2 separate regions of the Rattus norvegicus genome follow, and region 2 is linked to region 1. A link is a contact called in public Hi-C data. All regions are on one chromosome and are shown on one strand. The core of a region is the stretch at or near the end of the contact, and the rest is flanking DNA. Distances in the headings are between cores, read along the strand shown. Region 1 overlaps Nudt4 (nudix hydrolase 4). Region 2 has its middle 110 kb from the start of Eea1.

The links. Hi-C and Micro-C count contacts between places; a contact is called where the count stands out from the background.
Region 2: a Hi-C map of liver shows a contact between it and region 1, with 6 times the contacts expected there. The contact joins two enhancer-like sites. A contact is called at or near these places in 8 of 12 Hi-C or Micro-C datasets (the A7r5 cell line, Schwann cells, frontal cortex and 5 more).

What each region holds. Positions count from the first base shown.
Region 1 is chr7:32,077,259-32,083,106 of GRCr8, forward strand. It overlaps Nudt4 (nudix hydrolase 4), which reads right to left. Exons shown (of 5, transcript NM_053598.3): 2 at 2,314-2,424; 3 at 1,841-1,885; 4 at 441-525; 5 at 1-198. Among named protein-coding and RNA genes, the nearest start is that of Nudt4, 11 kb to the right of the region's middle. Within about 2 kb of position 2,368, at least 11 of the 93 cell types and tissues checked have an H3K27ac peak or open chromatin away from gene starts, as enhancers often do. A contact at or near this core is called in hepatocytes and liver, where this site is marked.
Region 2 is chr7:32,380,432-32,386,279 of GRCr8, forward strand. No RefSeq gene overlaps it. Among named protein-coding and RNA genes, the nearest start is that of Eea1, 110 kb to the right of the region's middle. Within about 2 kb of position 3,185, at least 4 of the 93 cell types and tissues checked have an H3K27ac peak or open chromatin away from gene starts, as enhancers often do. A contact at or near this core is called in hepatocytes and liver, where this site is marked.

The DNA of each region.
Region 1 (5,848 bases), core at 1,118-3,617:
TTATACTGGATGGCACCCCAGAGGGTGGTGCGGCAGTCACAAACAAGGCATTGTTATCTGGGAGGGAAGGGACTGTGGAATTCCCATTGGTCGGAGAACACCCCAGCTTCAGCCTTTCCAGGTACTCTGCGTGGACAGGCTTGTGACACTGAAGAACCTTGATTGCGTCTTCCACTTTGAACCACTCTCTCTTCCTCCCTAGGACAGGACAGCAACAGTTACTGTATGGTCGGTTTAAAAGGCATATCCCTACTAATTAACCTCCCCCCCCCCCAATGAATGAGTTTTCTACTTCCTAAATCACTTAATATGGCAGGGCAAAACAAGACAATTGCAAAGTAACATACATGTTCACCTTCCCCCCTCAAAGGAGTAACCACAATATCAGCGGAGATGCAGTTACAAACGTCGGAGTGACTGGGTAAAGAACAGGGGCTCACCTATGTTAACAGAGTCTTCCCAGTCTTCCAATATTTCAGTGACTGTCAGAACATAAACATATGTTCTGTGCTTCCGGTCTTGATTCTGCTTCAATAGAAAAGAAAAGCATTTTAATTCACAGCTCTGGCACAGCGACCAGCACAGCATGCTGTGCCTGTGTGACAGTGTAGACACAAGGGTGTGTGTGTCTGTATCTCAAAATTGGCATTGGCAAGATGGCTCAGCACTGAACTGAGTTAGGTTTTGGGTTGTTCTCCTAGCCAGTTGAGGTCAGAATTAAGACCCTATCTCAAGACAGACACTTGCGGGTATGGTGGTGTACCCCAGGAACCCCAACACTTGGGAGGGTAAGGCAGCTTGCATTACAGTGAAGTATCAAAATCAGAAACAGAGGACCAGCAATGCCCATGGGAAAATTGCTAAAAATGTCACTATGCTATGATACTCAGGCCATATTGACAAGTGTAATGGTATCCATGTTATCATAGAAAAACTTGTATTTCTCAGTTCAGCCAGAAGATGGTGCTGTGCAACTGTGTAAACCAGTGCCACAGAGGCTTTGAGTGCTAGCTGAAGAACTGTATTTTTAAATTTTACTTCGTGTGCCTGAGTGAAGGTCAGATCTCCTGGAACTGGAATTACGGTTGTGTGAACCACAATGTGAGTGGGAATTGAACTCAGGTACTCTTAGCCATTTCTCCAGCCAAGAACTGGTGAATTAATTATCAATTCCAAGTAATACACAGTTTAATTCCTAAAGGCTTCACCTCTAAGGTTCTGTCACAAAGACTGAGCTAACTCTTGATCGTTGATAAGGGAGTCCCCTTATCTCTGGGGTACCACACTGACTAGAGGTGGATGCACTGACTTCACTCCCATCGTCCCTTTCTGAGGATTCCATCCTGCCTTCATTTAGGATGAGGCAACACAGACGAGGTTTTTATTTTAGCATCTATTCCTTGTACCTGAGTTTTCTGTCTTCTGGTCCTTAAAGCCATTTTTTTCCCTTTTTCTCGGAGCTGGGGACTGAACCCGGGGCCTTGCGCTTTCTAGGCAAGTGCTCTACCACTGAGCTAAATCCCCAACCCCCTTAAAGCCATTCTTATGTTGTCCAGTGTTACATCCTGAACTGGACAGAACCCACAATCACCCCTAGATCTTAGGACTGCTGAAGCCGCTGCCTGTGCCCAGGTCCCACTGAATTCCAGGAGAGTCTTTCGGTCAGTCCCACCCCACGGTCAGACACCGGTAACCATCCAAGCATGCAAACTTGAGGCAACCTCCCCAGTCCTCGCCACTGACCTGCCTACTGGTAGTTTTAGAGGAACCTGGTTCGGGCAGCTGTTAGGAAAGAATTGTGAATTCTAGATCAGTAAGTGAGGGCTATTTTGTAACTCACCTCAAATATTCCCAGGAGTCTGCCTAATTTTCCTTTGACTCCAGCCTGTTAAAAAAGAGTTGGTAAGTGAAATACTTGTCTTCCATAATAACCTTTATAAGCTTTGTTTATTCACCACCTATGTACAGAATAGTGGCTTAATTCACACACAATCCTGCTGACTGCCTGGGTTCATTAGACTTCCATTCGCAAGGCTGATAAAATAAAATGTCTCTGTTCCATACAGTACTGATAGAGCTCTCAGGTAATGTTATACATTTTTCATCACTAATCAAGCAATGTCTGATAACAGTGAAACTGCATTAACATCATTTTAGCTGTTACCACATACAAAAAACAAACTTCTTAAGCAAAATGTAATCTAAACAATATCCTTCTAACCACTGCAGCAGATGACAGCACTATCAGCTGCCGATTACCTGGCAAAGCACCAGAAGCCCGTCCTGTAAAACCCCAAGACAGTCTCCTCTCACCTCTTCATACACTTCCCTTGCAGCAGCACCGCCAGGCTCCTCCTCCGGCTCCACCCCTCCTCCCGGCACGATCCATTGGTCTGGGTACCGACTGCTGCTCACCAACAGCACCTGCAAGACCCGTGATAGCCCCGTGCTGTGATACTGTCTACTGGACTCCGGACCAACCTGAAATCTCACGGAAATTATTAAGGGCCCAAGATACAGAGTCACATCACTAAACCATCCTGCCTCTGCAGACTCAATTGTACTGGGGTGGGGATCAGTGACACAGGTTCTCACAGTGTAGCTTTGGCTAACCTGGAACTCAGAGTGTAGACGAGGCTGGCCCGGGACTCTGGCCCCTTTGGGATCATTTAAGCTACCAGGATTTAAGGAGTGCAGCTTCCCAGTTCCTAGGCAAATGTATTAACCCCAAGTGGATGCACTGAGGTTGTGGTTGGTCATCACCTCAGTTACTTTGGGGGGTGGTACATGTGCATGCATCCCCATGCATGACTATGGAGACCCGATGGGAGTGTCACTCTCATCTCACAGAACCTGGCGCTCCCACCATGCACCCGGGATCAGCCTGTCTATTTCCCCCATCCCCAGGCTGGAGTCAGTCAAAGGTGTGCGCCGGCACACACAGCACTCACATGGATGCCGGGGTACTCTACCCACCAGGTCGCTTCCCAGACCTACATATCAGTAACTCGAGCTATAGAATCTTTTCTCTTACAATGAAGGACACATGGCCACAGGCAGGCCACCCTATTCTATTCCCCCATGATCTAAGAGAAGACAAGTCCTGGAGACAGGAGTGGGGAAATGCATGGACACACTAGCTGGGCTGAGTGTGAGGCACCCACATACTCCACAACCAGTGGGTGATCCAGTCTATGGCCAGCCGTTAGCTCAGCAAGGGCAACCCACTATGTGCATACAGCCCACTAGCTTTAGAGTCCAAGCAAAAAGGAGAAAGCTTCATTCTTTCGAATGTACTCCTCGGGCTCTTGAAAGCTAGGGGTTCTTTTAATTTATTTTAATTTATTTCAAAGTGTAATTTTAAATTAAGTTAATTTTAATTAGTATGTGTATAAATTGTGAAAAATTATAAACATTTCAAGGTGTTTCATATTTACAAATATACAAATTTATAACAACTTTAAGGACTACTGATTACCATATTTGTATGTTCATCTTTTTTACTGGATTCTTAAAAAATTTATCTCAAATGTTATCCACTTTCCTGGTTTCCCCTCCATGAACCCCCTATCCCATCCACCCACCCCTTCCTGCCTCCCCCCCCTGACATTCCTTGTAGTGCCATATTAGATTTGGGCCTGGCTGCTTTGTAACTGCATGGCCTGAGCCCGGCTGATGCATGTGGAACTAACACACCTGGACCACACCTGGGTGGTGGTCAATTTACTTCTGCCTTTTACTTCCTCAGCCTTTATCCTTGAGATTTAGGCTGGTCTTCTGGGATTTCTCCCTAATTAATTCAGGTCTCGTAGTTGGTCTTTTGTTACCGAAGTCAGGAGCCAGGTAGTCATGAGCCAGGGTTTCCCACTGTGCTTCCCAGATATTTTCTACCTGGAGACTTGGGTATATAAGTGGTGAATAAAGCTACAGGAGACTCACTCTTCTTCCTCACTCTCACTCTTCCTTCCGCTCTTCTCTCTCTCTCTCTCTCTCTCTCTCTCTCTCTCTCTCCCTCTCCTGGCTTGACACGATAACCTGTGTGTGTGTATGTGTGTTTCTTTCATCCCATAGGCTTTCGCCCGATTCTCGGTACTGTGTCGGTGCTGGCGCTGACAATTCCTCTGCACTGGGGAGGTCCAGCCTTGGCAGGACCAAGGGCTTCTCCTCCCATTGGTGCCCAACAAGGCCATCCTCTGCTACATATGCAGCCGGAGCCATGGGTCTGTCCATGTGTGCTCTTCGGATGGTGATTTAGTCCCTGGGAGCTCTGGTTGGTTGGTATTGTTGTTCTTATGGGGTTGCAAACCCCTTCAGCTCCTTCAGTCCTTTCTAACTCCTCCAATGGGGACCCTATTCTCAGTTCAATGGTTGCCTATGAGCGTCCACCTGTTATTTGTCATGCTCTGGCAGAGCCTCTCAGGAGACAGCTATATCAGGCACCTGTCAGCATGCACTTCTTGGCATCAGCAATATTGTCTGGTTGTGGTGGCTGTGTGTATATAGGGTGGATGCCAGTCTCTGGATGGCCTTTCCTTTAGTCTCTGCTCCACTCTTTGTCCCTGTATTTCCTCCCATGAGCATTTTTGTTCCCCCTTCTAAGAAGGACTGATATTTTCTAGTTGCATCCATTTGCCTATGAATTTCATGAAGTCATTGTTTTGATAGCAGAGTACTCCATTGTGTAAATAAATAAATATACCACATTTTCTGTATCGATTCCTCTGCTGAAGGGCACCTGGCTATAATAAATAAGGCTGCTATGAACACAGTGGAGCACGTGTCCTTGTTGTATGTTGGAGCATCTTTTGGGTATATGCCCAGGAGAGGTAGAGCTGGATCCTCAGGGAGTGCTGTGTCCCATCTTCTGAGGCACTCCAGACTGATTTCTAGTGGTTGTACCCAAGCTAGAGCTTCTATAGGAGATACCGCGTGGCTTTATATTTTATATCATGTACTATTCAGATTTCAGTGCTCATTAACTAGGAAGTAGTCACCATTACTCACTTTGCATTTTTTCTGGTGCTTTTTATGCTGTTGTGACAGCAGGGTGAAAACAGACCAGAAGAGCTGCAAAGTCACCTGTCCTTTTATAGGAGAGACTTACACACTGACCAAGAAGAGCATAAGCCCAAAGGATTAAAAACCAAACCAACCAAACAACAACAAAAACCCTATTCTCGGGGTTGGGGATTTAGCTCAGTGGTAGAGCGCTTGCCTAGCAAGCGCAAGGCCCTGGGTTCGGTCCCCAGCTCCGAAAAAAAGGACCAAAAAAAAAAAAAAAAAAAAAAACCAAAAAAAAAAAAACCCTATTCTCACCCTAAACAAGGATCCAAGTCTTCAACAGTTTACTTACTAGCACTGAGGTAATAAACATTACAATCATTGAACAAATGAAAGACTGAAATGCATTTATTCAAGTATTAAAAAGGTTCAAACAACCAAATCCTCAAGAAGGTAACAGGCCTTACTCATCCTGAACAAAAATGCTGTAGAATTACTGCAGCGTGCTGCCTTCCTTCCTCCCTTCAAGTACATTTCAGTAGGTCTTCCTGTGGACTGTGAACACACACACAGTTTATTCGGTGGTGGATCAAACCCAAGGACTTGAACATGCCTAACTGGCTTCCTGTTGCTGTGATAAAACTCTCAAAAACTTGGAGGAGGGAGCAAAGGGTTTATTCGTTCGGTTTATACCTCCAAGTCATAATCCATTACTGAAAGCAGTCAGGGCAGACGCTGAGGAAGAACTCATGGAGCACTTTTACTCACTGGCTTATGCTCACCTAGCTTACATAACCCAGACCTACTTGCCTAGGGATGGTGCCACCCACAGTGGGCTGAGCCTGCC
Region 2 (5,848 bases), core at 1,935-4,434, 300 kb after region 1:
CTTCGGGATTCTTTATTAAAATGATAACATGTTTTGGTCGCCTACCCAGCTGCCATATCCTAGCAGAGTTGGAACATGCAGTGGAAACCAGTTTGAGTTTGCTGGGGTGGTTACACTGTCAAAGGAAGGTGAGTCAGAGGTCACTTAGGCTGTGAGTCTTGCCATCTCGTTCTCCTTGCCGTGGACCAACTTACATAGCCACACTGCATTTGATCCTTAAAGGGAGATGTGCAGGAGAACCTGAAGGGGGACCTTTAGGGTCAGCATTTCTTAAGCTGTAGGAAGGGACATGTGGGAGGTCTACTTTGCTGGCTGTTGGAATGTCTGTGTACACCTGGAATCATCACATCCACTAGGCAAGCTCAAATGGAGATGATGACCTTGCTCTGAGAACCACAGGGTCGGAGGATGAGTTCCCCATCATGTTGTTGAGACACATATCAGTTATTTTTCTGTGGCTGTGATAAGACTCCATGGCCAAGAAAACGTATCCAAACACGCTTATGTGGGCTGATGATTCCAGAGGGATTAGAGTCCTCTGTCATAGTAGGGAAGGACAACAGCTATTGGTAGGCATCGTGGCAGGGGCAGATGCTGAACAGATCAAAGGCTAGTGGTAAACAGAGGGGTTGTGGGGGGTGAAGAAGAGAATGTAAACTCGCAAAGCTCTCTCCCAGCGACCTACTTCTTACAGCAAGGCTCCCTCTCCTATAAGTTCCACAACTTCCCCAAATAGGGTGATCAACTGCGAACCAGGTATTTAAGTATAGGGCCTATAGGAGGACATTTTTCATTCAAACCACCATAGGATACTCAGTCAATCAACGCAGAAAAAGAGCTGCTCATTGGCCAATAGTCACATGAAGTAGGAAACGTCTACTGCGTAAGCCACTTGATTTGGGTATTAATAGGCAAACTATGTAAATCCCTTATTGTAATGTTAAACACATACTATTCACACTATTTTCACCTTATTATTAATTAATAAAAATATTAATTTTTTTGGCTTAACTCGGGGCAGGATTTATAGTCACTGTGATTAGAAAATACATCTTCTCAAAAATATTTGATGAACTACAGTTTCCACTTTTCGTTACAGCCTAATGAAAGTTACGGTGGCTCCCTTCTACAGAATCAGCCTTCCTTCTAACCCTTGCCTTTGCTGTAGCTGTGATGGCTATTTAAACCTTCACTTAAATTTAGCCTTCTTTAAAGAGTGGTTATAATTTGAAAAAGAAAAGAAAAGGGCTTCCAAGTTTGAAGGGAAAACACGCTGTAACTGAGAATTATTCAGGGAAAAAGGCTAATTTTATGATTTTCCAGCAGTGGCACCGTAAGGGCATTTGGAGGGTAGGTAGGAATCAGTAGAGCCATGAGCTTTTTTGTGTCATGAGGTATTGGAGGGAAGTAGCTGAAGCTAGGTGCCCTGTCCAAGGTTAGTCAAGGACAGTATGAAAAAAGAGGGATTAGAATTCACACTCACACTGTCTAGAATTCCTGTGCGTGACTGGACTCTGCTACGTGATGTTACTTGGGGGCAACGCCAATTATTGTGGCAACAATATCTCCAGAGGACAAATGGAGGGACAATGGTGTCATTGACTTGTAGAGTGGCTCAACAGTAAGAGGTCTCTGAGATCATCCGGGCCAACACGCTGTTCTTACTGGGGATGAAACTGACATCCAGAATGACATAGCCAGGGCCAACTGGCCCAAAAGGGGAAGGATGAACTTGAGGACAACAGTGGCCCTTGACTTTCTTTCCCTCGTCATCTCATTTCTACTGAGGTTTTTATTCAACTCTGTGGAGAAACTGTGGACTGTATTCCTCACATTTCTTTACCAGATTTACTTAAATTTCATTTATTCTATTGTCTACTTCCAATAGACTTCCCCCATGTTGACTCTTGAATTTTCAGATGTGCTAGGCCAGTGTTAACTTTTATGGCTGGTTTATCAAGCTGTTTTTTGGAAGTAGGTCATCATGTACCTGTCTCTTCTGTAGCTCCATAAGCGAGTGATACTTCATTTCCAAACTGCCTAGGTGGAAAGCAGAGAGCCATTTCTCCTGGCTAAGCAATCATTATAACACAGTAGTTATGTTAAGGGTTGGACTTAGCATCACATACTGGACTTATTCTTATCTTAAAAAAAAATAACAGGGATGGGGCTGCTTGTGGGCAAGAGGAATGAAGTTTGATCCAGAATCCACATACAAATTTCAAGTGTGGTGGTGTACATTTATGATTCTAGTGCTAGGAAAAAGGAAGCAGGAGAATCATTTTTATCCCACTGGTCAGCCACTCTAGCCTATTGGGAAGCTTCCAATTAATGACATAGTACCTCTAAGGCAGTGGGTAGCATTCTGGAGGATGACACTCAAGGCTCTCCTCCAGCATCTAATGAAAAAACATGATCACACACACACACACACACACACACACACACACACACACACACGAGAGAGAGAGGGGGGGGGGAGGGAGAGGGAGAGGGAGAAGGAGAAGAAGAGGGAGAGGGAGACGGGGAGAGAGAGAGAGGGGGAGGGAGAGGGAGAGAGGAAGGAAGGGAGGAAGAGGGGGAGGGGGAGAGAGAGAGGGGGAGGGAGAGGGAGAGAGGAAGGAAGGGAGGGAGAGGGGGAGGGAGGGAGAGAGAGAGAGAGAGAGAGAGAGAGAGAGAGAGAGAGAGAGAGAGGGAGAACACTGAGAAAGTCGTAACGATTGCCACCTCACAGAAGAAGAAATCAGGACTCAAGGCCATAGCTTACACAACTGTTCAGCTGGGATCAGAAGCAAGTCTGTTGGAGCGATGCTCTTGATGGATTTCCAAACAAGACAGAATGATAATTCTGATGTGTTTAGCAGCACAGAGAAATAATTTAGTCCTAAACACTGACCGCAGAGAATACTGAAGACAGAGTGACCTGTAATATTGAAAATAGAGTGACCTGGGTCATTAACAGAAGTACCCAGGACACCGAATTCTAGGAAAAGCAGTCACTGGACTCTAAGAGGGTTGCCTATTTCTCAATGGGTTTTGGATCTGAACCTTCTGAAAACCTACAAAAGTATGTCTGGTTTGGAAAGAACATGGCCCCATCTGCCAGGCAATAGGAGGGGCCAATTAGGAGTTGAGGTTTTCAGATGGACACATTATTTGCAAGGGGAACTGTGCTCTTGAATCCTGTGTCATGTGATAGACATTGCCTCACTCATCTTTGACAGATGGACTAGAGCAGGGTTTAGAGAACAGAGTGTGCATTTAGACTTCCTCAAGTCTGAGGACAGTAGTGACCTTGGATCATGACCTCTGACTTCTCTGCTTTGAAATGGGTAATAATGGTAGTCAACTTCCTAGCTTTGCTGTGATAGTTCAGTGAAAGATGATTTTACATACCTGGGTACAGAGCTGGGCGGTCAACAAATCAATATTTACTGCAGCGTGCACTGATTGTCCTCAGTGTGACATATGAGCAATTAGAAGAGCACTAAAAACAGGCTCCACTTCTTCCCTTCCCTTATAGGTTTGCACTCCTACCATCTTCAATGGGGCATGCACATTGTCTTAGACTTTGATGTCCCTATAAAATGTCAACCCAAGAGTGCACTTTCACATACGTGTGGCGACAGGAAGACTCACAAAGGACAATGTCCGCTTCTCATCCTAAGCTATGTTTTGGTACAATGGGTTGCCTCTGAGCCAACTTTGAAACCAAACGACCATCTTCCTCAAAAATGCTGAAGCTTGGTTGCCTCGTTTGTCCTTGTGGGGTTTTATTTATGGACCCGACTAGGTGATGTGGAGAAGCTGTTGCTGTTTGAAGAATGTATCACTTGTGTTTTCGAGGAAGAGGAGGGATGTCCATTATTCAGGGCCACAGGAGAATCAACCCGGTTTGGTCAGGAGCCGGAAAGGAATGAGGCTATAGCCTTGTGTTTACAGAGAAGGCCAGCAGGGCAGTAGATGCTGGCAGGCTTGAAGTTCCAGGGGGGCTTTGGGTGACAGAGCCTGAGCCTGCTTGCCCCACACTTGGCCCTGGGGTGATAGGGCATGGGCATTAGTGGCTTAGTGTCTTCCGGTGAGAGGAAAAGTGTGTAGTGACGGGGCTTTGGGATTGGCCGGTTTCTATGAATAACACATTTGTTTAAAAAAATTACTAGTTCTAGGAAGAGTGGTCTTTCTCCATGTTTGGAAGACCCCCCTCCCCCAGTTATTAATGTGTTAGAACATTTCAGAACACAATAAGCAAAAAATTTACAGTTAATGTTCTCACTTGCTTATCTTCACTCTCTTTCTTTGGTGCCTATAGTCCTTTAGGTTCTCTGGAAATGCATGACATCATTGGTGTCAAGGTTAAACGCCCAGGAAGAGAAGAGAACAAACATAAGTCATCAGAGACTATGGCGACTCCCTGTGCCCTTTAGTATCACGGCTACCGGACCAGAACCTTCATTCACTTTAGCTCTGCAACTGTCAGTGCCTTAAAAGCGCTCAGGCTGAGAGTCTAGGCTGTATTCTAACTGCGGGCTTCACCAAGGCAAAGCTAACGGCACCCAGCTCCCGCCCACACAAGGGCATGCGTGCGAATTATTTATTCACCGCATCTGATTCTCTTTTATGGGAAGCTATTTTTGTAGCCAGCGTCAAAGACTTAAATGGCTGAGCTGACTTGCAGAGTGCAGCATTTTACAGCTACTTCAGTGAACTTTATGTTACTGGCGCACAGACTTCGGAAGCGAGAACAGATTGTAGTTATTGTCTGTGCGTATCTGCATTGCAGACAGATAGGCTGGAAGCTCAGGCCTTGCTCCTTATTGTGGTACTTATGCTAATGGGCAATTCTGATAAAAGTCTCTGGGCTTAATTACAGTGAAGAAAATCTCAAGACCCCAGTGTTGGAAGAACACTGTATTCTTTGTATCTACTGAGTTCTATTAGATTGTAAGCTCCTTTTGAGTTCTGCTTTTACTTTCCCCCATTTCATTATAGTGTGTGTGTGTGTGTGTGTGTGTGTGTGTGTGTGTGTGTGTGTGTGTAGGCCAGAGTACAATCTTGGGTATTGTTCCTTAGAAGCTGTCTTTTTTTTTCCCCCTGGAAAGACAGGGTTATGTTCCAGCTTCTCCTCTTTTGCATCGTTCCTGAGGATCACGGATAAACTGTCAGCTACTTCTCCAGGACCTGCCTGCAGCCTGCTTCCCACCATAATGCTACTCAACCTCTAAACTCTAAAGTTCCAAATCGGGGTTGGGGATTTAGCTCAGTGGTAGAGCGCTTGCCAGCAAGCGCAAGGCCCTGGGTTCAGTCCCCAGCTCCAAAAAAGAAGTTCCAAATCAAATACTTTTTAAAAAGTAAAAGTATGTCTTGGTCATAATACCTCATTTACGGCAATAGAAAAGTAATTATTTACCCACTACACTGTGTGGGTTTGTGTCTCTATTCTTTCTTACCTACCTAAGGCATTCTCTGATTGGCTTTAATAAAATTCTGATGGCCAGTTAGCTGGACAGGAAGTAGAAGGTGGGACTTGCTGGGAGAGACAAAGGAACTTTGGGAAGAGAAAGAGGAAGGGCCTTTTTGCCAGGAGCCATGAGAGGAGACGGTGGTGACTAAAGGTGTGGAAGGTATAGCTAGCCACATGGCTGGATGGGGCTAGGTAGACCGGTTAACTTAGATGACCTAGTTGAGAGTCTGCTCAGCTAAGCCCCAAGCTTTGAAATATTAAAAGGTCTCTGTGTGGTTGTTTGGACAACTAACTGGTTAAGAACTAAAAGCCACTGTATTGGTTTCTAGCAGTAATTAATACGTACAGATGTTAATAATCATTTTTTTTTACAACTAATGATATCCA